2 separate regions of the Gossypium hirsutum genome follow, and region 1 is linked to region 2. A link is a contact called in public Hi-C data. All regions are on one chromosome and are shown on one strand. Each heading gives the region's core, a stretch centred on a gene start, on an enhancer-like site or on the middle of the called end of the contact. The rest is flanking DNA. Distances are from core to core; before and after follow the strand shown. Region 1 holds the start of LOC107922205 (plastid division protein PDV2). Region 2 holds the start of LOC107921226.

Evidence for each region. Hi-C and Micro-C count contacts between places; a contact is called where the count stands out from the background.
Region 1: a contact with region 2 is called in a Hi-C map of leaf, with 2.8 times the contacts expected there. The contact joins the promoter of LOC107922205 here to the promoter of LOC107921226 in region 2. A contact is called at or near these places in 7 of 34 Hi-C or Micro-C datasets (callus, hypocotyl and leaf).

The regions. Positions count from the first base shown.
Region 1 is chrD01:58,309,666-58,315,602 of Gossypium_hirsutum_v2.1, forward strand. LOC107922205 (plastid division protein PDV2) reads left to right here and starts at 2,665. Exons shown (of 2, transcript XM_016852099.2): 1 at 2,665-3,200; 2 at 4,154-4,875. The coding sequence starts at 2,919. The coding sequence ends at 4,789. It overlaps LOC107921412, which reads left to right. Exons shown (of 12, transcript XM_016851266.2): 6 at 1-222; 7 at 296-708; 8 at 792-891; 9 at 987-1,046; 10 at 1,129-1,215; 11 at 1,308-1,436; 12 at 1,533-2,128. The coding sequence ends at 1,835. LOC107922204 (pentatricopeptide repeat-containing protein At2g15980) reads left to right here and starts at 4,911. Exons shown (of 3, transcript XR_001691201.2): 1 at 4,911-5,937.
Region 2 is chrD01:58,179,422-58,185,190 of Gossypium_hirsutum_v2.1, forward strand. It overlaps LOC107921226, which reads right to left and starts at 1,357. Exons shown (of 5, transcript XM_016851104.2): 1 at 1,193-1,357; 2 at 991-1,092; 3 at 650-720; 4 at 510-572; 5 at 1-416. The coding sequence starts at 1,256. The coding sequence ends at 126. LOC107921857 (probable xyloglucan endotransglucosylase/hydrolase protein 10) reads right to left here and starts at 5,236. Exons shown (of 4, transcript XM_016851692.2): 1 at 4,733-5,236; 2 at 4,540-4,640; 3 at 4,269-4,462; 4 at 3,615-4,177. The coding sequence starts at 4,922. The coding sequence ends at 3,775.

The sequences.
Region 1 (5,937 bases), core at 1,415-3,914, 130 kb after region 2:
CATGACTTCATGTCTGGTGATCTGGTCTCCACTCGAAATTCAATCGGAAATCCTCCAAAGGAATGCGACGATGTTTGGGGAGCTGAGAAACTGTTAGATTCAAGCATTTATCGGAGTCATTCTTCGCTCTCCCAACGATCGGCATATTCAGTTAATTCTCCACAACGAGCTGTGGCTAGAGCTGAAGAACTATACCATTCTCTGCCTTTGTCCATGTTGGAGGTAAAATCGAATCAATGTGAATTCCATTTTAAATGGCTTTTGACAGCAATGCTTATGATGTTTTGATTTCCAGCAAGCTCAGATGGATACTTCAAATGGATTCAGCTTGGCAGAACATTTAGGAACCAGTATTAACGATCATGTGACTGAAACATCAAACTGGCTCTCTGAAGAGATGGTTAAGAGCATTTCAGCCATATATTGTGAACTTGCAGACCCACCTTTGATAAACCATGATTACTTGCCTTCTCCTATTTCACATTCATCCCTTGTTGATGTTGTTACTTCAGAAGGTCAAGGTGATACTAATATGTGGAGCCCAAAGTGTGGGAAATTTTCATCCTTCAACTCACCTTTTGACAACCCTTTCAGCATTGGGGAACCTAAGGATTTCAGTGGACCTTACTGCACAATGGTGAAGGTCCAATGGATCCATAGAGATAGTAAGAAGTTACAGGATATTGAACATAAGCTCCAATATTATAGGTGAAATTCTTTATCTATCCCATAGACAATTTTTATTTCTCATGTCAGTTTTAACGTAAGAATCTAAATCTAGTGTTTTATAGGTCACTTGTCTACCAGCTAGAAGATGTTGATGTTAGAAGGATGAAACATGAAGAGAAGCTAGCTTTCTGGATTAATGTGCACAATTCTCTGGTGATGCATGTAATGTTTCATCTTCTTTACATTCAATCCTTTTTTTTTTCATATCTTTTCCCAATAAGTTCCTTGGGCAAATGCGACACATTTCGTTCTTACAGGCGTTTCTGATTTACGGCATTCCAAAAAACAATCTGAAGAGATTGTCCTTATTACTCAAGGTGAGCAAAACTCTTTCTGGTTTAACCAATGATCATGGGATGGATGTTTGCTATTGCATTCACAAGCCTATGTATGATCCAGGCTGCCTATGATGTTGGGGGGGAGACCATAAACATAGACACAATACAGAGTTCTATTCTAGGATGCCGATTGCCTCGTCCTGGACAGGTACTATTCATTCCCTGAAAGTTTTATCCACTTAATGGTACTATTCGTTTGTGTTGACACTGATGAAACTGACATCTAACATCTGCTTGCAGTGGCTTCGGTTTTTGTTTCCTTCAAAGACCAAATTTAAGGCCAGAGATCCTCGAAGAGCTTACACAATCGAATCACCGGAACCTCTTCTGTATTTTGCACTTTCTTCAGGAAGTTATTCGGACCCTGCGGTACACTGTTTGCCCTGAATTAGTTCATATTATATGGCTGCAGGGTATGTAAAATGTTAATTCCATTTATATCACTTACTTATGATGACACTCTAGGTACGTATATATACACCCAAGGGAGTGTTCCAGGAACTGGAAGTTGCAAAAATGGAGTACATCCAGGCAAATTGGAGTGTGAACAAAGAAGAGAAAATTCTATTACCAAAACTTATGGAGTATTTTGCAAAAGATTCAAATGTTGGCCCAGCTGGTTTGTTGCAGATGGTAGAGCAATTAATGCCTGATTCAGTGAGGAAGAATCTTCAGCCGAGTTGCAAGAGGAAAACTGGGAAAAGCATTGAGTGGATCTCCCACAACTTTGCATTTCGATATCTATTTTCAAAAGAATTACTCCACTGATTTGATATCTGGGAAAAGCATTGAGTGTAGAAGGTGGGATTTTGGAATGACAGATGAATCATAACAGCAACTTTCTCAAACCCCCCCTTGGCTCCAATCTTCAGTTCAGTTTGGTTTATGCAATAGAGAATGAGGATCAAATGAGCTGAAGAAACAATCTCCATTCACAAGGTTGTGATTTGGCTGTCATTCCTAATTGTGTTTCAAGTTCTTGTATGCACCTAAATGCTAGAGAATTGATTGTGTATAATATTATATTGCAACTGAAAACATCATCATAGTTTTTATGATTAGATACAAGTGTTTTCATCTTCTTTTTTTAAAATAGAACAAGAGAAGGGGATGGAGATGATAGGATTCAAACTCAAACTTTAAATATGTCAACTATTAATCGTATAGATAAATTGGAACTAAACATGGGTTCATAAAGTGTTCTTAACTTCGAATGTTCAGGCTTGTGGACAAGATTCAAATATCTTTCCAGCTAAAGAAAAGGAAATGTGAAACAACAGCTTACAGTCTGATTTCATTGAAAAACTTCATAATAGTATCAATGACTCTTGATTCATTTCCATGAATGAAAACAAGAATAGGCCAGATTATGTGAAGCCTAATCTAAAAATACACCATTTTATTCGAGAAGAGAAGGAAAAATGAAAAAACGAGTAGGTTTATCATCCACCTCCCAGGTGGCAGCATAGGAACCATAGGTGCCATAGGCAGAGAGCCCACATAATCTTGTTTTGCAAAGTAGAGGCTAGAGTTGTTTGCTCTTCCAAATTGCTTTTGGGGCTTTGGGTTTATTAGCCCAATTTCTTGGCCTTATGCTGCACCCCCCAACAGAAAAAAAGAAAAAAGAAAAATTAAATGAAAGGACCCTGGTCTAAGCATGGAAAAGATGAGATTCTTCTCTCCCTCCATTTTCAGACCCCCTTTGGTCTCTTAACAACCAAAGCCCATTTTCCTCTCAGTTTTTTTTTCTTTTTCCTTTTATTTGTGATTTAAATTCAACTCATTTTACTACTACTAGCAACAGGAAAACAGGTGAGAAAAAAAAGGGGGGAGAGTGAGGAAGGGAAAGAAATGGAAGAAGAGGGAGTAGGGTTAGCATTAGCAAGAGCTACAGAGCTGAGATTGAAAATCAGCAACTGCATCACAAAAGCCACCTCCGGAAACCCTGTTTCTCCCTACAAGCAAAGCCAAGAAGGAAAACAAACTGATAAAAATGCTAGCTTGAATGGAGACAAACCCCATCAAACTCTCGGTGGAGCTGATGATGAAGAAGAAGCAGAAGAAACTACCGAGAGACTTTTGGATATTCGAGATGCCCTTGAATCACTTGAATCCCAGCTCCTTGCTTTACAGGTTTGTTAACCTCAAATATCTTAACTTTTCCCTCCCCATTTTGTTAGATATTGGGTTCGTATGTTATAAACCCTAGGCCCTTGAATGACCCTGATTTTATTTCGTTCTTGTAACTCTGTTATAGACATGTATGCATGTGAATATATATAAAACTAAAGGAAAAATTGAAAATTACCCGTGGGATCCTAATTTCGACTCCAAATTTTTATGCTATGGAACTTAAGAACAAGTCAAAAATGGTTAATGATGATTGTTTGAAATGTTTAGAAATTGTGTAGTCGAAGATACGGGTAGGCTTGTATTGCATTTTTTGGGTCAGAGATTAATCTTGGTTTTATCGCTTCTACCTATTTATAGATTAGTGCCAATGGTCTGGTCTTTTGCCTACTGATTGCACTACATTCTTTGTGGGGTTTTTATTTTTATTTTTGGTAGAACCGAGGTATCATTCATGTCGGTTCTGTTTTATGGTCTATAGAGACTAATTTATCTTTTCTGGTTTTGTGAGTTTTTTTAGATAGCCTTGTTATAGTAAAACCCTAAAACTAAACTTGCTGACTTGGAAATGTTACTTTCTGTATCTATTGAATTAATTCATTTACACCATGTTCCCAATCATTCTAATTTTCCAAAATTAGCACTTCCCATTTTCACAACATATGGTTACATGATTGAGGTCATTCTTTCGCTGTTTTTCTGGAGTAGGAGCAAAGTAACTTATTTCTATATGAATTTACTTGAGGAAGAATTGAACTTCCAAGAATTCAAAGTCTTAGTTGTCTTTTCCTTTCTTTGACTTACATATTGGATCTATGCCAATTCACTGAACTTGGCTCGTTATGTCTTTGCGTGCATAAAAAGGCTATGCGTAGAAATAGATAGATGTTTGTGTTGATAACATTTTTTAAAGAAAAATAACACCATTATTTATCATTATCATTTGAATGGTTTAGAATCTGCAACATCAGCAGAGTTATGAGAAGGAAGTTGCCCTTGCTGAGATTGATTATAGCCGGAGGGTGGTCTTGGAGAAGCTCAAAGAATATCAAGGGAAGGACATGGAAGTGATTCTCGAGGCTTCTGCTTTTGTTAGTAAAACAGTGGAGAACAACAGTGATCTCCTCCTTCCCCCATATCCAAGTCGCCTCCCACGATCCTTGGTTTTGGATAATGGCTCATTGTCACACTTACAGTCAACATACAAGTCTTCCCCAAATGGGGTTTCCATCAGTGACCCAACAAATGAAGCAAAGAACCCAAAACAACATCAAGATGAATCCAAAAGCTTGAGGAAAGGATTTAGCTACATCATAGGTTCAGCTGTGAAGATGGTGCTTCCACTTGTTGGTGTAATATACATATTAAGCCTGTCCAATTTTGTGCCGAATCTCGGGAAAGGCAACCGTGTCAAGGTTTTTGGCACAAGTCAGCAACGTGCAACTGAAGAGAAGAATTCCAGTGATCCATGTCCACCTGGGAAAATTCTGGTAATGGAGAATGGGGAAGCTCGATGCTTGGTGAAAGAGAGGATTGAAATACCATTTGAGTCCATTGTTTCCAAGCCAGATGTAAATTATGGGTGCGGTTGATTTGATATCACTTCCTAATGTGTTGATAACTTTACTTTTATTGCTAAATTAGTTGCAATGAAGTTTTACTTGGGTGGTTTTTCATAGTTCTAAATTGAGGTTGATTTATGCGTGTGTGAAATTGAAATGGGATAACAATGGAAGATATGCATGTACCATCTCCTCCCTCCCCTCTCAAAGAAAAAAAAACAATGGATGGTATGCAGGAAATTGAAGTATGTTTTTTGCTTCCACCTTTGAACCGTCCATTTCCATAACATCAAATCCTCGTCTCAACGAGCTGCAAAGTTTATAGTTTCAGGACAAGCACCACTAAAATAAAAAGAGCTGAAATTAGGCCATGTTGCACCAGTGTCGAAATGAAGCGAAGAAAAGTAACCAATTCTGCATCATGAAACATTGAAAAGGGCTCAAAGTAAGTAGTGGGTCTATTGTTCACAATTAAACATTTGCAATGGCTACCCAAATTCTTAAAACCCATCATGTCCTTTCCAGAACCTCAAAAGAACCCCTTATTCCTTTGTATTTCTTCTCCTCTTCCGCCTTCCCCGACACCACTTCTCCGCCGTCCGATCAACCCGACCCAATCTCCACCGTCACCTCCATCCTCACCCATAATCGCTCCAAGTCTCGCTGGTCCACCGTCCTCACCCTCTTCCCATCCGGTTTCACCCCTTTCCAGTTCTCCCAAATTACCCTCCAACTCAAAAACAATCCCCACCTTGCCCTCCGCTTCTTCCTCTTCACCCAACACAAGTCCCTCTGTAACCACGACCTCTCCTCCTATTCCACCATAATTCACATCCTCTCTCGTGCTCGACTCAAAACCCGTGCCCGGGAACTCATCCGCCTTGCAATTCGGACCCCAGGTATCGATAATGAACCCACTCATTTCAAACTATTTGAATTGTTAGTTAAAACTTATAATCAGTGTGGTTCTGCCCCGTTTGTGTTCGATTTGTTGGTAAAATCTTGTTTGCAAATGAAACGGCTTGATGGGTCTATTGAGATTGTTAGAATGTTAATGTCTAGAAGGATTAGCCCTCAGGTTTGTACTTGTAATGCTTTGATTTCTGAGGTTTCGAAATGTTGTGGAGCAAGTAAGGGATATGAGGTTTATAAAGAGGTTTTTGTAGTAGGTAATGGTG
Region 2 (5,769 bases), core at 107-2,606:
GGTCAAAATTTAATACAAGGACAACAACACTAGCAGGAAACTTCAACAGGTCTTTTGAGATTCTTCGGAATATGATGGTTCAGAAATTTTTACATTACTTCTTGACCAATCAAAAAATATTGTTTTCAAGAGAGCTCAACTATCCTCGTCCGCTTCTTTGATCGACTTTTCCCCGTTGCTTCACGGACAGCATCCTCTTTGACCGTGTTGGATGTTTCATGTTCGGTTGGACAAGATGTTTCCTTATCATCATTACCATCATCATCGCTTTCCTCATCACTGCTATCATCTGATTCCGTTTCGCTACTACTACTGTTGCCAGCTACCATAATTGGTGGCTGATTGCCAGCAATTGCAGATTCAGCAGCAGCCAGAGCTTGAGGTGTGTGAAGATCAGCTACACCTAACATCAAATCCTGTTTTACAATATGCAACCAAAACATATTAACAAACTCATATACTATTCGATGAGCACAATTCAAGAGAGAGTGATTCAATTTTAATGTTACCATTTCAATGACTTCAGAATCATTCCCATTGAGTACTTCAATATCATATGCTTGAGAATTATTCTACATTATGATAAACAAGAACATAGGTTAGAAATTAAAAAGAGTGTTCACTGATGACAAAATTGACCAAAAAAAACCTTTGCATCAAGCTCCAGCCTTTTATTAGCTTCTGCCATGACTCCCAAGAAATCTTTCACTTTCCCCAAAACTGCAATACTCAAAAGAAGATTTCAGCACAAAGCAGAAGCTTCCATATTCTAATGCCAATGAAACACGTAATTATCTCTAAACAAGCTGGACCTCTCATAATTCTGCCTACAATTCAAAGTTTTCTTTAACAGCCCGAAACAATGATCATGATTCCATTCCCAAATCACATACTATCAGTTTCAGATTCTTTAAAAGCTATATATATGTTTAGCATAAAAAATGGTACAAAATAACTACTTCAAAAAAAGAAAGATGGAAGAAAGTTTACCTTGGCTTTTAGGAAAAGGAGTGAAGGGGGGTTTCTTGGAAGGATCAGGTTCATGAGTTTGAGATTCCGAGTCCTTTTTCTTACAAACAAGTAGAGCGGATTCTGTTGAACATGTAAAACCCTCAAACACTCTCACACAGATAATGAAATTTCAATGGCTAGAAAACAAAGTTAGCATAAATTTAGATAGGAGCTTAGTTACCTAAGGGTGAAGAAGAGGATTTATGGTGTTCAAACCGTAGAAGATCTTTGCTTGAGCTTCCCATCTCTATATTTCGTTGAGAAACAACTGGTTCCTTGCTCCGTCGGCAGCCTATAGGGTTTATGTAAACTAGAGTTTGAGCTTCTGTTACTTTTGTTCTCTTTAAACATGACCAAAGAAGTGGGAAGTGTTTTGGGCTTTATCCACTTTTATTAAATGGACCAGCCCTAAGCCTTTTTCAGGTTGGGCTTAAACTCCCTTCTAATTTATTTACTGTGATGCTCCTTTCATTCGGTTTTAAAAACTTTAACTTTTTGGTGTATAAAATAGGATAAACTCTCTAATTAGTTAATTAACTTTTTTTTATTTTTTATTTTAGTCATTAATCTATGAAATTTTTTCAATTTAATCACTAAACTATCCAAATTTATTTTTACTGTTAAGTTTGAAACAACTAAAAGATGTTATAAACTAAAAGAATGGCCACTCAATTATGAGAATGTTTATCCAACTATAAAAATTTTCTAATTTAGTCATCATGTCGTTAAGTTGATAACGAAAGTTTAAAGTGAATTTTTTATTGGTCTAATAATAAATTTAGCCCTTCAATATTTATATTTTCTATCAATTTAATCTTAATTCTAAAAATCAATAAATTTAACCCTCAATATTTACCACATTTATCAATTTAATCCTAATTATTGGCTTTTTTTTTCTCTCTCTCTCTACTTATTCTTTTATGCTCTTAGCCAGTGTTATTCAATGCAGGAAAATTTAAAAGTTTCCAGTCTCCTATACCAGAAAGATCTTAAGTTATCGATAAAATTTTTTTAACACTTTAGACTAAACGATGCTTATCTAACACTAAAAATTTCAAAGATTTTTAGTTTTCGATGATAAAAGATCATAAATTATTGGAAAGTTTTTTATATATAATTTTTTATGTTAAAATAGTGGTTCTCTAATGCTCAAAAACCATGGTGGTCGGTTCCATACCGGTTCTGGTCATATCAATCGGTTCATACCGTTCCAATGCTAAACCGAAACAACCAACACTCTTTTTTGTGCCAATGAAAATTCTAGTCCATATCAGTTGCACTAGCTTCTTTCAATCTATTCCGATCACACTAGTTGAAACATGATGCACCAGTCGATGCATAAATAATATAAAAATATATTATAAAAATATATATTTTTTAATTGTTTACTATCGTGTTAAAGATTTAATTGGGATGTGACCAATCAAAAAAGACTTTATCGAAATGTAAAAATTAAAAAAAAAATTATGGACATACTTTCACATTTAATAGATAATAATATATAACAATAAAAACCGCTCACCCGATATCAAAGAAAAAATCTCCACTCGCCATTCAGCTTCTTTTATAAATAGAGAGCAATTAAATCTCTAAAATTTGATGATTGGTTTTTATTATTAATTTTGGATTTATTTAAATGATATATTTTTTATTTTTTGAGATTTGAGTCATTTATATAATTGATGAATATTTTATATTTAAAATTTATTTAGTATCATCCATTTGATATTTGTAAATATATTTATATACATATATTAAATATTTTTTAAAAAATATTGATAAATTCAAAATGATACACCGAAGTAAACTAGTACCGATACATACCAATTCCAATAGGAAAACAATGCGTCCACTAATGCGGTACTGACTCCCTTGTCAAAAACTCAAATATTACTATTATAAAAAAATCATTGAAAAAACTAGTAAGAAATTATTATCAAATACTAGTAATGTTTAGGACTATGTTTATTTATTTCTTTAGAGTTCATATTAAACTAATACAACGTATAAGTATTGAATGGCAAAATTTGTTATTAGGTCAATAAAAAAAATTCACGTCAAACTTCTATTATCAACTTAATAGAATGGTAATTAAAAAATCTAATTTCGAAAATTTTAGTGACATCGAAAAATTTTTATAGTTGGGTGACCAAAATAAAAATATTTTCATAGTTAGGTGACCATTCATATAGTTTATAACAATCACATCGTCCAACCATTTCAGACTTAATCACATAATGACAAAAAAATTGAATTCGGATAATTTAGTGATCAAATTGAAAATTTTCATAATTCGGTGACGAAAATAGAAACACGAGAAAAATTCAGTGACTAATTAAGTAGTTTACCTAGTAAAATATCATGGTGTTGATATGCCTGCAAAGGGCGAAAAAGCCCAAGAATTTGCATTTTACCCGTTGCTGAATGCATAAGAAAAGGCCGAATGTTGAATTAAGATAATTGTTCATCGACATTTTACCATTTAAATGATTTGTTGCATTTACTGCAGGGAATCTGGCTAGAAACTTGACCAATATATTGAACATTGTCAGCCCAGTGGGGACAGCTAGTGCATAAAAAGTTCCAGTACCTTACTTTCAATCTACTGATAAAGATGATGTTAAGCATTGAAGCCCTAGGCTTGGAGGCTGGAAAAGTTTCTATACATACTAACAGTTCATTAGAGTATAAGTATCATGAAAGAAAAATCTGCAACAATTAAAGCCAATGAACCGATTTGAAAACTATCTATTACATTTTGTATTAGTACTTGGGAAGGAAGCATTCCTTGGGAAGATTATTTTGGAATCTTTGGTTATCTTGGCAATAATCATAAACCATGTGGTACTTCCTCACCCATTTGAACCATCTCTTCTGTACCCTGGTTAGAGTGCTAAAACTGCGTTTGTTCCACCAGTTGGCTGAGCTATCTGCCCTACAAAACCTTGGATTTCCTTTCCAAACACAGGCATCAATGGTGTAATTCTTGAATGAAGCTATGAAAGGACTCTTTGACCAATCAATTTTGTCTAATCCCCCGCGTGTCGCCCAGCTGTCCCCATTCCATAGGCTGGTTTTTATGCTCATTGGCTGCCACCTAGGATATGCCACTCCCTTGTCTGCATGGTTTCTATATAATCTAATAGGAATTGAATCTATCATAAACCTGAAATACAGATGAACATAATATCATCGGTGATGATTGATGAAACAAAGTACAAAAATATGTGTTATCTTCTAAAGGACAACCAACTTACACAATTTGATGAAGATTCCATAGTATGGAATATGTATGGAAGTCCTCTGTTGGATCAAACCATAAATAAATCCTCTCTTCACGGTTGTCGAAACCATCAACATAGATATTTGTTTGCACTATATATGGCTGGCCACTCACATTGCCAAGAAACTCAAAATCTATCTCATCTCGATTAGGTTGATCCGATGCCAACTGCAATGTCAAAGCAATTTGGTTTATTGAATTACACAATAAATTAGAAACACTGAAATGAAGGGGAAATTGCTTACATAGTAGGCCAACACTATCCCTGCTGAGTTCCCTGGCACTAGTTTAATTTGCATGTCTATTTGACCAAATAAGAACATTTGGGTTGATGCAAAACCAGATCCTGTATCAAGTACAACAAATGTATAAGTATATGAAAACCAAAAAGAAAAAAAAAATGAAAGAATAGGAAGTTGTCTCTTGTTGCCATCATACCAGATACTTGATCAAGTTTCAGGCTTCTTTCCCTGCCATTAGATGAAGTGTTTACATGATCAGGAGCCCACATCACGAAGAAGTCTTTGTTGAAATCTCCGATGGAAACAACCGAAGCTACTGAAACTTGAAAGACATTCAAGATAAGAAGGCTGATAACTAAGGCCCTGCATTTCAAACAGTTATTCATGGCTCTATTGACCCAAGGCTACAATATGGAAAGACAGGTTGTTGCATTGTATATATATATTGCATGGGATTATACAACAAAAGTATAAACAGGGAGGCAATGTTTGGTGGAATATCTTTCGGAGGAAGCAAAGAGGAATGTGAGGCTATTAGAATGTTGCAAGATGAGTTCTTAAAGGGATTGTTGTTTAAATTTCTATTAGAATGTGCTGTGAGCAGTGTAAAAATTAACTTTTCTTTCTAGTGACTCAATAAATTACTTGTATACCAAGGTTTATCCATATTCTCTAAGACTACCAATTAACCTGTTCCCCCCCCCCCTTTGGTGAATCATTGGATATAAACTAGAGCATTGCGGTCATTTAGGTAAAAGTAGTAAGCTTTGGGAAAACCCTCAGGCCTTCTTAACAAGAACCTTTTCAGCTGTTTTATCCTTAGCAGAAGAAAGTTTAGGAAGATAAAGAAACTGACAAAGAAATTTGCTTTCTTTCTCCTGGGTTTTTCTATTTGAAATAACTTTGTCTTTCAAGATACCTTTTTTTTTTTTGTAGCACACATGCAAAGACTTTTGACTTTGGATTTTATTCCTTACCTTCTTTTGTTGGGTGTATATGGTTTAATTATTCCTGTGGATTATCTTCAAAGCAAATTTAACCAAAGCAGAACATAAGAAAAATCATTAATATTACTACGAGCTTATTGATCCAGTAAGTTTTTTTTGTTATTGTTGTTGTTAATATTGTCTTTGAGAAGATTTGGCATCATAAATTTCAAATGCTTTATTTGTTGGCTAACTCAACCGTTCCTTAAACCCGAATTCAAATGATGGCATGTTTACAATAAATCAC